Regions from separate parts of the Macaca mulatta genome. Here region 1 is linked to region 2. Evidence: chromatin contacts called from public Hi-C data. All regions are on one chromosome and are shown on one strand. The core of a region is the stretch at or near the end of the contact, and the rest is flanking DNA. Distances in the headings are between cores, read along the strand shown. Region 1 holds the start of RBM8A (RNA binding motif protein 8A). Region 2 holds the start of ANKRD34A (ankyrin repeat domain 34A).

Region 1 (6,430 bases), core at 1,475-3,974, 35 kb after region 2:
CAAAATCCTTAGCATAGCAGACCCTAAACTGTATTTCCAGCTTTATTTTCCAGTCACATAGCATCAGGCAGACAGAATATCCTGCCATTCTAATATTCATTCATTCAATAAGTATCTATCAGATGTCTACCATGAGCCAGACATTGGGCTGAACTTTAGGGATTTTAGTTGTAAATAACTATCTCTGCCATAAGGATTACATTCTAATGGGAAAAACAGACAATAAGTTAGAAAGTAAACAAGGTAATTAAAGATTCTGACTGGCCTAAGTAACATGGCAAGACTCTGTCTCTACAAAAGATTTTTTAAAAATTAGCCGCATGTAGTGGCCTGTGCCTGTAGTCCCAGATGCTCAGGAGGCTGAGGCAGGAGAATCACTTGGGCCTGGAAGATTGGCCGCTGTGAGCCATAATTGCACCACTGCACTCAGCCTGGTTGACAGAGTGAAACCCTGTCTCAAAAAAAAAAAAAAAAAAAGATTCTGATTTAAGTTCTGTGAAGGAAATACACAGTGAAAGATAGGAGGGTACAGAAGATCCCTTTGGGTGACAGTACTATTGGGACCTTAAGAATGAGGTCGAACTCGGCTGGGCGCGGTGACTCACACCTATAATCCCAGCACTTTGGGAGGCCGAGGTGGGTGGATCACAAGGTAAAGAGTTCAAGATCAGCCTGGCCAATATGGTGAAACCCCGTCTCTACTAAAAAAATTTTAAAAAGCTGGGCGTGGTGGCACGTGCCTGAAGTCCCAGCTACTCACTTGAACCCAGGAAGTGGAGGCTGCAGTGGGCCGAGATCGCGCCACTGCACTCCAGCCTAGGTGACAGAGCGAGACTCCATCTCAAAGAAAAAAAAAAAATGAGTTCGAACCCAATATGTGAAAAGCTAGAGGAGAAGAGCACCAGGAACAGAAAGCTGCGGGGAGCAGTGGCTCATGCTTGTAATCCAAGCACTTTGGAAGGCTGAGAAGGGGGGATGATCGGAAGTCAGGAGTTAGAAACCAGGCTGGCCAACATGGTGAAACCCTATATCCACTAAAAATACAAAAATTAGCTAGGTGTGGTGCCGCACGCCTGTAGTCCCAGCTACTCAGGAGGCTGAGGCAGGAGAAGACGTGAACCCGGGAGACGGAGGTTGCAGTGAGCCAAGATCGCATCACTGCACTCCAGCCTGAGCGACAGAGACTCCCGTCTTGAAAACAAAAACAAACAAGTTGCAAAAGCCCTGGGATGAGAAAGAGCACACCACCATTGGGCGAAAGTGCAAGGAGAGCTTCATGGGTGACGGAGAAGAATGGTGGTAGAACAGGTTGAAAACACAGAGCAGGCTATGTGAGTTAAAAATTTTATTTTAAGTGCAGCAAAAAGCCAAAGAAAGAACCAGGTGCAGGGTTACACGCCTGTAGTCCCAGCTGCTTGGGAGGCCAGAGGATCCCTTGTGCCCAGGAGTTTCGGGCCAGCCTGGGTAGTATAGCCAGACCCCTCTAACAAAAAGGGTTTTTAGGCCGGGCACCGTGGCTCATGCCTGTAATCCCAACACTCTGGGAGGCAGAGGCTGGTGGATCACCTGAGGTCAGGAGTTCAAGAGCAGCCTGGCCAACATGGTGAAATCCCATCTCTACTAAAAATACAAAAATTAGCCGGGTGTGGGGGCGGGCGCCTGTAGTCCCAGCTACTTAGGAGGCTGAGGCAGGAGAATCGCTCGAACCCCGGAGGCGGAGGTTGCAGTGAGCTGAGACCGCCACTGCACTCAGCCTGGGTGATAGAGCGAGACTCCGTCTCAAAACAACAAAAAGGGTTTTTAGTAGATATGTAACCAACTGATTTTTAAAATGATCACACTACCTACGTGGAGAATAAATTAGTGTCTCCTAATCGCTTTGAAATTTTATTTTTCGTTTTACTCTTTTTCACTTTTTTTTTTTTTTTTGAGACGGATTCTCGCTCTTGTCCCCCAGACTGGAGTGCAGTGGCAAGATCTCGGCTCGCTGCAACCTCCATCTCCCAGGTTCAAGTGATTCTCTGGCCTCAGCCTCCCGAGTAGCTGGGATTACAGGCGCACTCCACCACGCCCACATAATCAACCTCCGTCTCGGGTTCAAGCGATTCTCCTGCCTCAGCCTCCCGAGTAGCTGGGATTACAGGCAGGGAGTTTTATCTTAAAAAAAAACAAAAATTGATATCGGTCTCACCAATCATATTGCAACCAGGTCTGTTAGTTTCCTGAAGAGAAATTAGGTGCTGCAGTACGTTCCAGAAGCAGCTCTTTATGCCCGTATTGCTGATCAAACTATTTTTTAAAGACGTTCCTATCATACATCACCTTGCCTCGGAACAGGGTACAGGCCTGGGATTTTTGATAGAAAAAGGTGTCTTCAGTGACCATTTCCCAGTTTGGGATGAAGAGACATAAAGAAGCCCTCTAATAAGGAAATTACGCCGGGCCTCACTGTTAATAGTACAGTATCTCTCAGCAGCTGCCGCGGTTAAGAGGAATCCACTGACCCCTGTAGTCTGCACCTCCCAACATGGCAGCATTTAGCTCGCGACCTGCTCAAGATGGCCACAGAAACACTTCCGGCATCTTTCCGAACTAGGCCCGCCCCAATTTGCGTATTTTTACCGTGCAGAGGGAGGGATTTAGAGTTAGCCTTTGATTGGTCAGCTTGACTGGCGACCTTTCCCCTCTGCGACAGTTTCCCGAGGTACCTAGTGTCTGAGCGGCACAGACGAGATCTCGATCGAAGGCGAGATGGCGGACGTGCTAGATCTTCACGAGGCCGGGGGCGAAGATTTCGCCATGGATGAGGATGGGGACGGTGAGGACAGTGGAGGCGGCCGGGCGTAGCGGGGAAGGTGTGAGAGAAGGCTATAATAGGAAAATTTACTCTCTTTTCTCCCGGGTTGTGAGGATGGGAATCGGGGAACCGGGTCTTGGATGGATTAGAGATTCCGCCCCCTTTGGGAGAAGGGAGGGCGTGACCGGGAAGGCACTGAGACTGGAGGCGGTTTGGGTCGGCTTGCAGACAGTGTCTTGGGAAAGAAACGATCGTTACAAATGACTGTCATGGTTACTTACTCTTTTATCTTCTGGGGCTCCAGAGAGCATTCACAAACTGAAAGAAAAAGCGAAGAAACGGAAGGGTCGCGGCTTTGGCTCCGGTGAGTGTGGGGAGAATGGGGTAGAGTGGCCTAGTAGGAGCCCCGGGTTTTGGAGTCCCCACCCAACTCATAGGAACAATGGGAGAAAGGGGGAGTTTTCGGTGATCTCGTGTGTGTCCCTTATAGAAGAGGGGTCCCGAGCGCGGATGCGTGAGGATTATGACAGCGTGGAGCAGGATGGCGATGAACCCGGACCACAACGCTGTGAGTAATAATGGAACCTGTGAGGTATCCGTGCCTGTGGTAGTAGTTAGAAAGGGATAAAATAGTTAAGCAGTAGGAGTGGGTTCAGAGATAGCTTAAACAATCTGAGTCCACACTCACTCTACTCCCGTGAGCCTGCTTGAAGCGTTTCTCTCATGTACTCATACAACTTCCCCCCGTCCCCCAACAGCTGTTGAAGGCTGGATTCTTTTTGTCACTGGAGTCCATGAGGAAGCCACTGAAGAAGACATACACGACAAATTCGCAGAATATGGGGAAATTAAAAACATTCACCTCAACCTCGACAGGCGAACAGGATATCTGAAGGTATCCTAAGTGACACTTTATTGCCTCCTTTCTTTCATAACCCTTAGACAGCATTGGTAGTTCTGTGTTTGCTGTGGTTGGCCAAGAGCAAAGTTAAAATAAAATGACATTGGATGTCATTTTATTAAATAAAATGACATTTAAAACATGGATATGTTTTGTCAGACACGCCAAAGAGACAGACATGTTGTATATATACAGAGATATATGATGTACATTCATTGCTTAAATTTTATAGATTTTTCTGAGTTTAGATTTGAGGAAAAAGGTACTCAGTGATGCTTGGGGAAATAGGAGGGTTTTCATATCTGTCTTTTTACTTTCCCCAGGGGTATACTCTAGTTGAGTATGAAACATACAAGGAGGCCCAGGCTGCTATGGAGGGACTCAATGGCCAGGATTTGATGGGACAGCCCATCAGCGTTGACTGGTGTTTTGTTCGGGGTCCACCAAAAGGCAAGAGGAGGTAAAATGAAGAGGGCAAACACTGGGTGAAGGGAATATGAACAAAACAGAATGAGGAGGCAGTATTATGTCCCTCTGATGGACTCTTCTCCCTGCTTCTTTTTCCCTAGAGGAGGCCGAAGACGCAGCAGAAGTCCAGACCGGAGACGTCGCTGACAGGTCCTCTGTTGTCCAGGTGTTCTCTTCAAGATTCCATTTGACCATGCAGCCTTGGACAAATAGGACTGGGGTGGAACTTGCTGTGTTCATATTTAATCTCTTACCCTATATGCATACTATTTGAGTTGCGAATAAATGTTCCATTTTTGTTTTCTACATTTAATATTACTTTCCTATCATAAAATTGAAAGTTCTAAAGCATAGTAAGGCTGTATGGATCATTGTGAAGATAATTCTAGGGACTGAACTCTATTTCTTTTTTTTTTGAGATAGAGTCTTTCTGTGTTCCCCAGGCTGGAGTGCAGCTGCGTGATCATAGCTCACTGCAGCTTCAAACTCCTGGGCTCAAGCCATCCTTCTGCCTCCCCCTCCCTAGTAGTTGGGATTACAGGCACATGCCAGCATGCCCGGCTAAATTTTTAATATTTTTGTAGAGATGGGGTCTTGCTGTGTTGCCTGGGTTGGTTATGTGAATTTCTATACTAGATACAGTCTCAAGTTTCAGGTAGGGTTTAAAGTAGACACTGGTCAGTATTTCTTTTTTGGGGGAACTAGGAGAGCAGGAGTAGAAGTGAGATGTTAAGATCTTATGGTATTAAAGACTTATTATTTTGTTCCTATATACTCTGTTAGGATCAGATAGATGTTATAGAAATGTCTTTTGTTTCTCCTGCACTTCTTGATGTCACAGTTTTTTGTACTTCCTGCTGTCTAAGGGCATGAATCTCCTGTTGGAGCATTCTCCCAGACCCTTCGTTAGAAGAGTCTATACTAAGTTCTTGGTGCCCTCTTTGGCAGCCAAGGGTGAAGGCCCCATAGAGGAGAGGATCCAAAGGAGCATTGAGGAGGCCAAAAAGGAAAAGGATGTGGCTCAGGCTGGGAGGGACTTCAGTTAGCATGGTGGGGGAGAACCAGTACCACAGACCCAGTAGGTAATAAGGTGTCCAGCAGAGGATGAAGGTCAGCAAGATAAGCAGGGCCAGTCTCAGGGCCCAGAGACGAACACGGGGACAATTGTCAAAGGAGCGGCAGAGGGCAAATTCACCAGCAGGGGCTAGGAATTTAGAAAATATACTGTAATTCAGAGTCTAAGCTTCTGAACTGAGTGTAGGGTGAACTGATGGAGGGGCATAGCTAGTGACACAGAGCTTGCCTCCTACAAGGAGGAGAATGCTGCAAACCCTTTTCCCCTTCTCATCCTAGGACTATATGATCTCTTACCCCCAGGGATTATGATAGAAATGTGAAGCTACCCAGTCTACTTTAAGACTTGATGGTGTTCAAGAATAAATAATACTGATTGCCTCCCTAGTCCTTGTCCAGCTAACTCAGCTGTTTATAATTGAAAGGATTCAACAAAATTAGCATCAGGTGCTAGACATATGGTTAGGATCTCACCACAGTTGAGTGACTGGTAGATAGCTATTAGGTAGGTGGATAAATGATGCTAGAGGCAACAGGTCTGGGGTTAAGGATTAAGGCCTGGGAATTGGAGTCTTACCATGGCTCCCCTTCCTTGTCTGAGGGCTGGACACACTGAGGACAATGTGGCTATAGCAGATGGCCATGGCAGTCAGTGGCAGCAGAAAGAGGCAGTGGAAGGTGAAGAGGTTATAGGTGGTCTCTTGCCATCGAGCCTTGAAGCTGCCTTTGGTGACACACTGAGTGAAAGGGACTGGGCCAGCTCGGTGGACGGTATGGAACAGGAACAGCTGGAGTGGAGTTCAGGACTATTAGAACTGGTTCCCCTCACCACCCAGCCTACCCACCTATGTCATACTGTCTCCTCCCAATTCATCCTTAATTCCAAGTGAAGCAGCACAGTGCTGAAAACAGTTCATCCATGGTGCCATGTTAAAGAGGTTGGAAATATGTCTTGAAAATCCTGCCTTCCTTTTAGGCTTGAATATGATGCTGAGCAGTGAGTTTGTTAAATCTTGGAACTTAAAACAATCCCACCTTCTCAAGTACTATTCTAACACTGCGCTTTATAAGGGATGATATTTCTACCACCTCACTCATATTTTTAGCTGAAATGATTTTCCTGGTATGTCTGTTATTTTGTGGAAAAAGAAAAACTGTGTAAAATAGGTGCTGCCAAAATTCCAGGCCAT
Region 2 (6,128 bases), core at 196-2,695:
TTCCACTTCCTGCGCGCTCCTTGGGAAGGCGAGCAGCGTGGAAGGAGGAGTCCTATTTTCGCAGAAAACAGAAACAAGGGAGAAAGGGTTCAGAATGGAGATGAAGTCTAGGAGTTAGTCAAGAAGAATATCCCAGATGTAAGAGAAAATGACCTGTAAACTGGGAGGCTGTAGGTGTAGCGGCAAGCGCCCAGTCTTTGCCATAGAACAGAAATATAGCTGTGAAACTTTGGAGAACTTGCTTAAACTTATGAAGTCTGTTTCCTCATCTGTAACAAGAAGATGATAGTTCCTATCTTACAGAGTTGTGAGGATTGAAAATAGTGTATGTAAAGCACATGGCACATAGTTGACACGTGTCCAAGAAATAACTAGTAAAAATGGGTAGCTTCCCTCAAATCTTTCTCTCCCATACCTGGGAACATTATTTTCAGTATCTTGCATCTGGGGGGCCTCCAGCCTCCGAATTAGCTCAGGACCCTGAGTGAACTTTTTAAAACCTTAGGATTTTTCTTCTTCTCCCACTTTCCTTGGTGCCTTCCAGCTGGACACAAACTCATTCCTAAAATATGTGGATGGAAGCTATGGTAACCATGGAGACAGGGCAGGTGGCAAGGAGAGGCAGAGACAGTGTGAGAGACCAATAGACAGATAGGAAGAGAGAAGCTATAAGGAGCATTTCAGACAGAGATCTTCAAGCAAGATGGAAAAAATAAGACGACTAAGCAAGACTGAGATTAAAGAGGTGCAATGTGACAGAGTGTATTACCAGGTTCGCTCTTCTTCCTGCCACTTTCCTATCTCCCTGCCCACAATAATACGGGGTGGAGGCACCTGGGAATGTCCCTTGCCCTGTCTAAAAGTGCCCCCATATCCACCTTCCTCATATTTGTCTAGGTCTATATAAGGGAGCTGAGGTCCGAGTTTCTCTGCGATGGGTGTTCCGTTTTTGAGAGATGGGGCGGGGGTGTATCTGTGTCTGACTCCAGGCTAGACCGTGTCTCCTTCACAATTAAACTACAGGAAGAAAGCCACATCTCTTGCCTCTCTTTGCACAGTATGGACACCGGCTGTGGATCCAAAAAGCCTGTCTACACCTTTCTTGCACAGTGTGCCATGTGCCGTGCGTGGTAGGTCAGGTCTGGCGCACAGGAGCGCATAAACACACCAAGTGCAGAGAATGGGGATCTGCTAAAGCTCAGCGAAGAATCTGGATGATGATGGTCCCTGTCTGGGTCGCGGAGGAGTCCCCTAAGGAACACTTAGGTTTGTTGGGGCTGAGGGGAGGTCGGCTAAGAAAAGGAAGTCAGGATTGGAGCCTCTAGGTTTTTGAGGGTTTATGTGTGCATGAGTGGGGGAGCAGTTTGGTGCCCGACGCCCCCACCCGCAGAGACTAGGCTATAAATAGCACAGCAGAGCTCCGCCCCCCCTCCCCCCCCCAGCTTCTCTCCTCCCGAGCCGGCGCTGTGCCCGGGGCGCTCCGGGAGGAGGGACGACGATCCGGCGCTGGGGCGCAGATACTGACACCAAGGGAATCCGGGTGCCCCCCCTCCACACCATGCGGGCCCCCAGGAACCTGGCTCCGCCACCTCGGCTGCCCCGTGGCCACGGCCCCAATCTTGGCCAGGAGGAGATTCTGCGGACATTCAGGTATCTATCTGGGCGCACAGCCTGGGAGGGGAAAGAGCAAGGAGTGATGGGGAACATCGCAGGGGCAAAAGAACCCCCCAGTTCTCCCTCCACCCGTTTTAGGTCTCAAATGCAGTCTGCTTCCCTCCCCCCACTCAATTTTTGGGGTTGTGGCAAGCTAAAAGAGGTTAGGAATGAGAATACATGTGTGGCTGTAGGGTGCATGTATGTGGGTGGGTGGCGTTCAGCATCCTAGAAAGGGGGATCCCAAGTGTGGATAAGAAAAGGGGGATAGAGGAAAGGTCTGATAAGCCATGGGGTGAGGGTGGGGGTGCGGACATCCCTGCGCGTGCACGAACGCATTTGCACGCGCGCTAGTCCTTCAGTGCGGGTGCACCCTTCCCACCTCCTCAGGCATGCGCTGCGGGGGAAGGGCCGGCTCAAAGGCATGAGTTAGAGGAAGGACTGTATGCCGTGAAGATCTCCCCCACCCCACGCTGGGTTCCTGCATCGGTGCCTCAGTTTCCCTGCGGAATCTATCAATAAGATGTCTCTCTTGCAGGGATCGGCTTCGTCACTGAGACCTCAGGCCTCTGCCAGCCACCCCCCACCCCCTACCCCCTACCCCTAGCCGTCCTCGGCAGGTCTCAGTCCCGGCTCCATCTGTGCCCTCACCCCAGCCGCAGCTATGTTGCACACCGAGGGCCACGCTCTTCTTCGGGCGGTGGGTCAGGGTAAGCTACGCTTGGCCCGTTTGCTTCTGGAGGGAGGCGCCTACGTGAATGAGGGTGATGCGCAGGGGGAGACTGCGCTAATGGCAGCCTGTCGGGCTCGCTACGACGACCCCCAGAACAAGGCACGCATGGTACGCTACCTCCTGGAGCAAGGCGCGGACCCCAACATCGCAGACCGCTTAGGGCGCACGGCGCTCATGCACGCTTGCGCCGGGGGTGGGGGCGCCGCGGTGGCCTCGCTGCTCCTTGCCCACGGCGCAGACCCCTCAGTCCGAGATCACGCGGGCGCCTCGGCTCTTGTCCACGCCCTGGACCGCGGGGACCGCGAGACCCTTGCCACACTGCTGGACGCCTGCAAGGCCAAGGGCACGGAGGTCATCATCATCACCACCGATACCTCGCCCTCGGGCACCAAGAAGACCCGGCAGTATCTCAATTCTCCACCATCCCCAGGGGTGGAGGACCCTGCTCCCGCTCCTCCTAGCCCGGGGATCTGCACGTCGCCTTCGGAAATCCAACTGCAGACCGCAGGAGGAGGAGGGCGTGGGATGTTATCCCCTCGCGCCCAGGAAGAAGAGGAGAAGCGGGACGTATTTGAATTTCCTCTTCCTAAGCCCCCCGATGACCCATCCCCTTCCGAGCCGCTCCCCAAACCACCACGCCACCCCCCCAAACCACTCAAAAGGCTCAACTCCGAGCCCTGGGGCCTAGTGGCCCCTCCTCAACCAGTCCCACCCACCGAAGGAAGACCGGGGATCGAGCGCTTGACTGCCGAATTCAATGGCCTGACCCTGACCGGTCGACCCCGTCTTTCCCGACGTCACAGCACCGAAGGCCCTGAGGACCCGCCCCCATGGGCGGAGAAAGTGACTAGCGGGGGTCCTCTCTCTCGCCGAAACACAGCACCAGAAGCTCAGGAGTCTGGTCCCCCTTCAGGGCTGAGGCAGAAACTGAGCCGCATGGAGCCAGTGGAGCTCGACACCCCCGGACACCTTTGCCCTGACTCGCCTGAGTCCAGCCGCCTGTCCCTGGAGCGCCGCCGATACAGCGCCTCCCCGTTGACCCTCCCTCCAGCCGGCTCCGCTCCCTCTCCGCGCCAGTCCCAGGAGAGTCTGCCAGGGGCAGTATCTCCGCTAAGCGGACGGAGGCGGAGTCCGGGGCTGCTGGAGCGGAGGGGCTCGGGGACGTTGCTCCTGGACCACATCTCGCAAACGCGGCCGGGTTTCCTGCCCCCTCTCAACGTCAGTCCCCACCCTCCCATCCCTGACATTCGCCCTCAACCCGGAGGTCGGGCGCCTTCGTTGCCTGCCCCTCCTTATGCCGGGGCGCCAGGCTCCCCCAGGACCAAGCGCAAATTGGTGAGACGCCACTCCATGCAGACTGAGCAGATCCGCCTGCTAGGGGGCTTCCAGAGTCTAGGTGGGCCTGGGGAGCCAGGGCGCTGAGAGAAGTGAGAGGAGCCAAGGAGGGTGGGGATTAGGACCTTAATGGGATAGGTGGGAGAACCAGCTCACACACACACCACGAACATAGGGATCTCTTGCATGTGCTCATGGGTGCACAGTGCACCCACACATGGTTAAACATGTGTCCATAAGCACAGTACTCTTATTAGCAAGAAAGAATAAGTACTCTATTTACTGGGTATATAGACACATGTATTCATGCCCTGGTCATTTCACGTGCATATGGGATTACTTGTGTACCTGCGGGCACAGCACATCAATAAACAGGGCTAGGGTCCCAAACTCTCTTGCATTTATTCAGAAGCAGAAGCAGTAGGGAACCCTTACTTATGGGCAGTCTCCCATGTCTTTGCCCTCCTGCAGAAGCAATCCCTTGCTTTCCATGTATGCCCTGCAACACAGCCTATCATGATTTTGCATACTCTACTCTCTCCATGAACATCACAGCCCATTCTCCAGGTCTTGCTTCTTTCTCCAGGCCTGGATCCTTATTCACACCCCGCTTCCAACCCCAACCACTTTTCAGGATATCTTTTTCACTCTTCTTGGGGGTTCCTGCAGCAACCCCCAGCCTATGTTCTGCTGCTGTCTTTCCTGCTCTCAACTTCACTTCTCAACTTCCTGCTTTTTGTTCCCACCCTGTTCCTCCAACAACTACAACTGATTGTCTCATTTTCCCAGGGGGTGGGTCATGGGCTCTAAACTGCTCTTCTGTCTGTCTGAGCTTATGAACACCCCCACGGGTAGAAGTGGGGAGAAACCCTAAATCACTCCTCTCTCCACTTGACATATCAAATAAATGTGTTCAGAAGTCTCTGTTTTGTCACTTCTGCCTGGAGGTGTGGGTATGGGGAATGAGGAATGGGGAGGGAGGGTAATACTAACTTATAGCTATAATTATCCAAGGGATACTTAGCTGTTCCAGCCACCTTCTTTCCAAGAAACCAACTTTTCTATAGAGAAAAGGCAAGTGTCCTGTGTCCTAAAGGTTTTAAGGCATTCGACAGGATTTCATTTCCTCCAGTTTCCTCTATGTCCAACCTTGAATAAAGATTCCTACAAAGAGTTCCTCCCTCCATCATCAGCAGATATATCCCAGTAGATTAACTGTCTCTTTTTCAAACTTCCTATTTCTTGACCACTCACAGTTTTTAGTCAGGGTCTAATTTTCATTTCACCAAGTGTGTTTCTTCTATTTTCTTCTACTCTGGCCTCTATTTCCCCATCTTTGATTTCTGAGCCACTGTAGGAGAGATGGTGGGAAGCAGTTAATATAATCTCACCTAAGTAAAAATGGCCCAGTGACCACATGATAAAGGGTATGTAGAGTGTGTGTGTGTGCATGTGTGCAAGTGTGTGTGTGTGTGCAAAGTAATCAGAGGAACCAAGTCTGACATGTTATACCAACAAGGGTAATTTTCTTAATTCCCCCAACTGGACTTCTCAGTTTTCTAATTTTCTGCATGTATCCTAACTCTTTCTCACTCTAATGGAAGGCAAAAAGACTTGCCCATCCCACTCTCTCTTATTCCCTTCCCCTACTTAGAATAAGTGAAATCAGAAATTTACCCAACAATGTGGCATAGTAAAAAGATAAAAAATATTGGGAATCAGAACACCTATGCTTAAACTCTGAATTCCACTTTGCCATCTCTTAGCTATTTAATTTTGGGCAATTTATCTAGCCTCCCTCAGCATCTGTTTCCTTATCCCTAAAATAATAAAATCTAGTGATTGTGATTGTAAAGAAGACATGCATTACAGTACATTGCATAGTTTATGTTCATTAAATGTCAGTATCTTTCTTGCCTTAGCTCCACCACCAATTGCATGTGATGTTGGACAAGTCAAATTACTTCTCTGAGCCACAATTTCCTCACCTACAATCTGTAAAATGAAATGGTAGGACAAAATGATCTCTACTCTGTCTGCAATTCTCCCCAGTCTTGCATCTAGGCCCATTTTTTTCTTCAAGCCCCGCCCCAGGATTCTGGCCCGCTTTCTAGTGCTTGCCACAGGACTCCCAAAGACGCGCCCAAGCTACGCGTCTGCCTTTCAGAGGATGCGCTTTTTCTCTTTGCAATTGGTTCTCAGAATCTCCACCCTCCTCAACAATTTGCCTATGGCGGAGTAGTAGCCCTCTAGCTCCCGCCCCATCACTGGTGATTGGCATGGGACCTAGCTCGTCCCCGCCCCCACTTGACTGAAGGTTCGGCCCTGGCGCCGCCCTCAGTCCCCAGGCGCTAGCTGACTGGGGTGGTTGGGACCGTTAGCTCGGCAGGCTGGCAGGCTCCGGGGC

Evidence for each region. A called contact is a pair of places that touch in the nucleus more often than the background predicts.
Region 1: a Hi-C map of fetal cortex germinal zone shows a contact between it and region 2, with 1.7 times the contacts expected there. The contact joins the promoter of RBM8A here to the promoter of ANKRD34A in region 2. A contact is called at or near these places in 6 of 14 Hi-C or Micro-C datasets (CD4 T cells, blood, cortical neurons and 3 more).

The regions. Positions count from the first base shown.
Region 1 is chr1:119,370,899-119,377,328 of T2T-MMU8v2.0, forward strand. It overlaps RBM8A (RNA binding motif protein 8A), which reads left to right and starts at 2,725. Exons shown (of 6, transcript XM_015150144.3): 1 at 2,725-2,818; 2 at 3,102-3,161; 3 at 3,288-3,365; 4 at 3,556-3,692; 5 at 4,022-4,158; 6 at 4,268-4,472. The coding sequence starts at 2,752. The coding sequence ends at 4,313. All of the region lies in intron 6 of LOC708768 (NBPF member 20), which reads left to right. GNRHR2 (gonadotropin releasing hormone receptor 2) reads right to left here. Exons shown (of 3, transcript NM_001032842.1): 2 at 5,818-6,028; 3 at 4,871-5,370. The coding sequence ends at 4,952.
Region 2 is chr1:119,337,258-119,343,385 of T2T-MMU8v2.0, forward strand. ANKRD34A (ankyrin repeat domain 34A) reads left to right here and starts at 1,446. Exons shown (of 2, transcript XM_028847309.2): 1 at 1,446-1,650; 2 at 2,192-4,643. The coding sequence starts at 2,318. The coding sequence ends at 3,808. All of the region lies in intron 6 of LOC708768 (NBPF member 20), which reads left to right. LIX1L (limb and CNS expressed 1 like) reads left to right here and starts at 6,061. Exons shown (of 6, transcript XM_015150113.3): 1 at 6,061-6,128. It also overlaps a transcript of POLR3GL not described here.